2 separate regions of the Mus musculus genome follow, and region 1 is linked to region 2. Evidence: chromatin contacts called from public Hi-C data. All regions are on one chromosome and are shown on one strand. The core of a region is the stretch at or near the end of the contact, and the rest is flanking DNA. Distances in the headings are between cores, read along the strand shown. Region 1 overlaps Gm41075 (a long non-coding RNA gene). Region 2 holds the start of Itga1 (integrin alpha 1).

Evidence for each region. A called contact is a pair of places that touch in the nucleus more often than the background predicts.
Region 1: a contact with region 2 is called in a Hi-C map of bone marrow-derived macrophages, with 2.4 times the contacts expected there. The contact joins the enhancer-like site here to the promoter of Itga1 in region 2. A contact is called at or near these places in 3 of 39 promoter capture datasets (embryonic stem cells, pre-B cells and stem cell-derived epiblast-like cells), 6 of 484 Hi-C or Micro-C datasets (bone marrow-derived macrophages, cerebral cortex, liver and 3 more), 4 of 115 datasets of contacts at active chromatin or transcription factors (CD8 T cells, bone marrow-derived macrophages, kidney and 1 more) and 1 of 9 other capture datasets (adipose tissue).

The regions. Positions count from the first base shown.
Region 1 is chr13:115,135,714-115,138,549 of GRCm38.p6, reverse strand. It overlaps Gm41075 (a long non-coding RNA gene), which reads right to left. Exons shown (of 3, transcript XR_001780853.2): 3 at 2,712-2,836. Among named protein-coding and RNA genes, the nearest start is that of Gm25985, 21 kb to the right of the region's middle. Within about 2 kb of position 1,564, at least 10 of the 459 cell types and tissues checked have an H3K27ac peak or open chromatin away from gene starts, as enhancers often do. A contact at or near this core is called in bone marrow-derived macrophages, where this site is marked.
Region 2 is chr13:115,100,571-115,103,655 of GRCm38.p6, reverse strand. It overlaps Itga1 (integrin alpha 1), which reads left to right and starts at 1,692. Exons shown (of 29, transcript NM_001033228.3): 1 at 1,692-2,185. The coding sequence starts at 2,125.

The DNA of each region.
Region 1 (2,836 bases), core at 315-2,814, 35 kb before region 2:
AACTTCACATCAATCTAACCTACTGTCATGCCACACTGGGAGCCTCGCAATTGTTTTCTCATCACCTGTTTTGCTTCCGTCCTTGCCGTGTTGTAGTCTGCTTTGAAAGACCACAGGATGACTCCATGATGCTCAGTCAGATGATTCCGTCGTGCCTTTGCTAAAAATCCTCCACTGGCTTACATCTCAGAATGAAATACAAGCCCTGTACATGAACTACAAGCTTCTACAAAGTCTGATCACATCTCCTGCCTGGCTCTGCTACTGTCTCCTCACTTCACATAGGACAGTTTTCTAACCATGCCACGGATGCTTTGCTCTTCTGCTACAACCATCTTACCCTTGCTTTCTAGAACACAGGGATGTCATAGACTACCATAGACTACGCCTCTCCAGGGAAGCCTTATGTTGAATGCACAACTTCTAATATTGGGGCAAAGGGAAGTTGGGTTGGGAGAGGGTGGGTATAGCTAGTATTTTAATCACTCACGAGGGTGGGTTTCTCATAGCGTGATAAGCAGCCATATAAAAAGAGGTAGAGCAATGGGACCCTTTCTCCCTAGCACCACTGTGGTAAATGAGGATAAAACCAAGACAGTTATTTGCAATCCAGAAAAAGATCCATCAGAAACTGGATCTGCTGGCTCCATGTTCTTGGTATTCTCAATGGTCAAAACTGTAAGAAACATTGCTTAGTGGCTTGGCCTGATGCTGCTTATATTCTAGTGCTAATACTGGTTCCTCAGAACCTGGTTGCCCAGAGACAAGAGAGTCTACTGGTAGACCAAAGTGACACTATGTGAACTTGCCCCCAAATTATTTATGATTGGTAAATAACAATGCTGACCGCCAATAGCTGGGGAGAAGAGGCATAGGCAGGGGTTAGGGTTCCCAGGCTTGGGGGTCAGAGGAGAACAATGAGTGGCAGAAGAAGATGTAGGGGGAGAGAGAGAGAGATAACATGGGTTAGAAATCAAGAAAACATGGCCCTGAGAGCTGCCCAATTGGAGTTAAGAGCAACCCAAATGAAATATAGTAAGTAATAACTTGAGATTATCGATAGGAAAGTAGATTCTAATAACATAGAGACAATCAAATAGAGGGTAGATATCTGCCCAGTTCTTGTACTGTTTAATTATTTTATTATGATTATTTTATTATAAATAATAAAAGTTGTGTGCCTTTTGTCTAGGAACTGAATGGTCAAAGGCAGGGTAGAAACCTCAGGTTGGGATTAAATGAATTCTACAATACATTGTTTTTGAAATAACATTTTTTTACAGTAACCTAGACTGGCAAAGATAAGAGGCGTCATGTTACTTTCCACCTTTTGTTAATTTCCTATTTCTCTCCACTTTGATGAAAATCAAAGTTTCATTTTAAAAATGAATTTTCTTTTCCTTGTTCCTTACTATATCCCCCAGACACATGCACTAATATATAATAGAGACTGACATAAATTCATATGACAGAGTAGAAAGCATTCTTTCATGGTTAGTAGGAAGTTAGATAAGTCTTCGGAGCTCTGTTGTAGGAAGAAAATTTCCTTGCATTCAAGCTCTTTCACTTCCTCTCCAATGTTTATTTCCCTTGATTTGAATGATGAGAAAGTGTTCCAGTGCAAGTTTTGGTTTTGCTTTTGGTTTTAACAGAATTTTTTTCCATCTGGTAACACACATCTTGTTTATACTTCAAAAATTGAGATGCATAGGGCTAGGAAGCACCTATTCTAGCACCCTGAAGACTCTTCTGATATTGTAAATGGAGAAACATAATTTGCTCGTGACGTGGTCCCTTGTACGGTCTGTTTCCCACCATAAAACTGAGTTGTATGGTTTTGTTTTGTTTTGTTTTGTTTTTACAATTCTCTGAACATTAAGCCAATAGACAAAACAAATGTCTTAATCAGTTAAATTTTTTCCTCTAAATATTTCTCCTACACTTTTGGCATTATACCCACGTATCAACTCATAAGCACTAAGGACTATCCAAGCAAAGAGCAAAGAGATGGAAACAGAGAAACCCAGAAGTATTTATTGTGATGCTGAATTAATCATAGACATGTGAGAATAATTATGATTACATCTTGTTGATATATAAGTTTATTTTCTACTAGTACAGTTTTTCTACTTTATTTAATGGATATAATATTCTATACAGACATTGTCTTTAATGTATGATATCTAGAGAATAAAGTTCTATTTGCTGCTTCTCTGATTGCTTTTTACATCCCAGACAGGGCAACATATACTCAACAACTTATACCCAAGAGAAACACACATTTTTTTAAATTAAATTTAATTCAATTTTTTTGTGCTTGTTCTCTTTACATTCACTCATTGGCCCCCCTCCCCCCCCCGAAGTCACCCCTTCCCATAGTCCATCCCCTATCCCTTCTTCCCCTTATCTTCTCAGAGGGTTGCATTGGGACCCCTTGTGTCCCCTACCCTGGCACATCAAGTCTCTGTGAGCCTAGGCATATCCTCTCCCACTGAGGCCAGACAAGACAGCTCAGCTAGACAAACATATCCCAGGAACAGGCAAGAGCTTTGGGATAGCTCCTGCTCCACTAGATCAGGACCCACATGAAGACCAAGCTGCACATCTGCTACATGTGTGCAGGGAGGCCTAGGCCCAGCCTGTGTTTGTTCTTTAGTTGGTGGTTCAGTCTCTGAGAGCCCCAAGGGTCTGAGTTAGTTGACTGTTGGCCTTCCTGTGGAGTTGACAATCCTTCCTTTTATTCTTCCATGAGCGTCCCCAAGCTCCATCCACTGTTTGGATGTGTCTCCATCTGTGAGAGCTAGCTGCTGTGTGAGTTAGCCTCTGAGAAGACAGC
Region 2 (3,085 bases), core at 443-2,942:
CTCTCTCTCTCTCTCTCTCTCTCTCTCTCTCTCTCTCATGTGTGTGTGTGTTGTCTATTTTGAGACATGGTCTCACTCTGGGGCCCAAGCGCCTCTTGAATCTGAAGCCTTCCTTCCTCAGGTTGTCCAGTGGTGGGATAACAGGCATATGCCACCACGCCCGAATAGCTCACCCTATTCTTGACATTCAGACGTCTTCTTCTTCTTCTTCTTCTTCTTCTTCTTCTTCTTCTTCTTCTTCTTCTTCTTCTTCTTCTTCTTCTTCTTCTTCTTCTTCTTCTCCTTCTCCTTCTCCTTCTCCTTCTCCTTCTCCTCCTCCTCCTCCTCCTCCTCCTCCTCCTCCTCCTCCTCCTCCTCCTCCTTCCTCCTCCTCCTCCTCCTCCTTCTTCTTCTTGTTTTTTTGAGACAGGGTTTCTCTATATAGCTCTATAGCTCTGGCTGTCCTTGAACTCACTTTGTAGACCAGGCTGGCCTCGAACTCAGAAATCCGCCTGCCTCTGCCTCCCAAGTGCAGGGATTAAAGGCGTGTGCCACCAGACTTCTTTAACATTTGTCCTTTCCCCTTGTCGCTTCTGTATTTCTCTATTTGGCAGTTTACTTAGTGATACCTGTGTGCTTCTTCAGCCCTCCCCACTCCCAGTCCCTATCTATGCTCCCTGCCTTGTAGTCTAGACAGTGGGTCCTCCTTTGGGTGGCACCCTTCTCCTACTTTGTCCTGCTCTGGACAGGGATGTCCCAGTATTTGCTAACTTGGACTGATTTCTGCAAGGGGCTCTAACCACAAACCCCACTCATCCATTCCTTCCTCTTCTTTGAAATTCTCAAAAGTGCTAAGCCACTTGAAAATGACACATATTTGTTGAAGCTAGAAGGGATCATGAGTGACCAGGCACAGGAAGCCAGGAGGAGAAGGAGGAGAAGGGGGAGGAGGAGGAGGAGGAGGAGGAGGAGGAGGAGGAGGAGGAGGAGGAGGAGAAGGAGAAGGAGAAGGAGAAGGAGAAGGAGAAGGAGAAGGAGAAGGAGAAGGAGAAGGAGAAGGAGAAGGAGAAGGAGAAGGAGAAGGAGAAGGAGAAGGAGAAGGAGAAGGAGAAGGAGAAGGAGAAGGAGAAGGAGAAGGAGAAGGAGAAAACTAAACAAAACCTAAAACAATACCTTGGCTTCTATTAGAGCAAGTTCTCAACGTTCAAACATCCTAATTTAGCTTAGACAAAATAGTCCACATTCCATTTCAAGGGAGACTGCCTTCCTCCCCACCCCCTTTCCCTAACTCTTCCTTCCCCACCCCCAGTCTAGTTTCTCCCTTTTTCCTGGCTGTCTTACTGTGATTTCCCCATCAAAACCCTTTATCTACAACTGCCTTTAATCAGGAGTCTTCTAAAAGAGGCAAGCTCTCTGTAACTTAAAGGAAAGCCCTCCGAGAAGCTTGCCGGTGGCCAGGATGCCTGGAGGCGAGAAGGCTCCAAGGCCAAGTTCCTGAGTCCGCTAGCATAAAAGGGCTAACTTCCTTGCGAGTCTGATCCATTCTGCGCAGCTGGACACAGGAAAGCAGCCTCCCAGCAAGGAGTAAAAGCCCGGGCACTTTGAAAGTACCCTTTCTACCCAGATCCGGGAGAAGTCCTGGGGTGCGAAGGCGGGGCTACTAGACTGGCGACACCCTCCTGAATGTCCAGCCCCGCCTTCCAACCACCTTTGGGATTTGGTTCGTGAAGCAAGATCGCCCTCTCAGTGAAAGGCAGATGTCCCTTTAAGGTTTGCTTTGCTGCTGCCTGTGGACTTTAGCCTAAACACGGTCCCGCGAAGTTGGCTTTATTTGTCCATGTCTCGGACAGAGCCTGGGTGGCTGCCAGTGAGATTTCAGAGACTTGAGCGCAAAGGGGCGGGAGATGTGGCAATCCATCTGGGATCTGAGAAGCGTGGAGCGGGCTTAGCAGCATTCGACCAAAACACAGGAAATTACTCTTCCACCGCTCCAGGGCGCTGCAGCCGCTGGGGCCGCTGCCGGACACCCGCGGAGACCGCACCGAGTGACCCAGAGCGCAAGTCGCCGGCGCCTGGCTTCTGCCTGTTCCTGCCAGCTCCTGCCCACGAACCAGTACGTCGCTGGTTCCAGCAGCCACTCCAGCAATGGTCCCCAGGCGTCCTGCTAGCCTAGAGGTCACTGTAGCCTGCATCTGGCTTCTCACCGGTGAGCGACCCTGCTTTCCTGAGCATCTCTGGTGGGGCTTGGGGCTTTGGTGAGGGGTGACACACATAGCAGAAGGGCAAACCAGAGGGGACCTCAGGTACAGCTGTCAGTTCAAAGGACTGAAGGTAGCGCCCGCGTGAGGGAGGAGGTGCTGAGAACTTTCCAAGTACATCTGGCATTTCTAATTAAAGTTGTTTTTAAGTTGTGCGTTGTGTTTTAGGCATTTGAATTATTGCAAGGGAGAGAGTAACCGGAGGCGTCTGATTAGTGTGCAAAGTTCCTGCCCTAGGGTTGCTCAGAAGTGAACTTGATAGCATTTTCTTCCTTTTTAATACTTAGGACCTTCTCTGCCAAAGAACAAGGAAAGACAGGCATGCCAGACAAATCTACTTCTTGTCCCAATATGACGTTTCTACGTTAGCTCCTAAGAGGCGGAACATTTTGAAATTGAATGTTTAGCACCCAAATGTCGCAGTGCTGTCTTTCAAATACAAATGCGTTTCTTAAGAAGGTGCAGTACCTTCTTAAAAGATACTGCAGTGTTCTATTCAACTGAGAGAAATGTGGGGACATTTCCGATTTCCCTAACAGTAGCTAAGCTCACAGCCTTTATTGTAGTTACCAGTTGGGGAGGGAAACTGAGCTGGTGTCCAAGTGAAAGGATTTAAGCACAGTTTATCACTTCTTTAGTTCTTCAATTAGTAGCTTTCTTTAACAGGACATGATATTCAATTGCCTGATTGTTTTCACTGTTGGCGTGCCTAACTAGTTAATTTCACATTGGACTATTACATAGGGCCAGTTAACCCTGCAGTGGACGGCTAAGCACTGAGAACCCTTACATTCACTTCCAAATGGAGTTTTAATAAGCCCATCCTCTGTCATAGTAAAGTGGTGTGG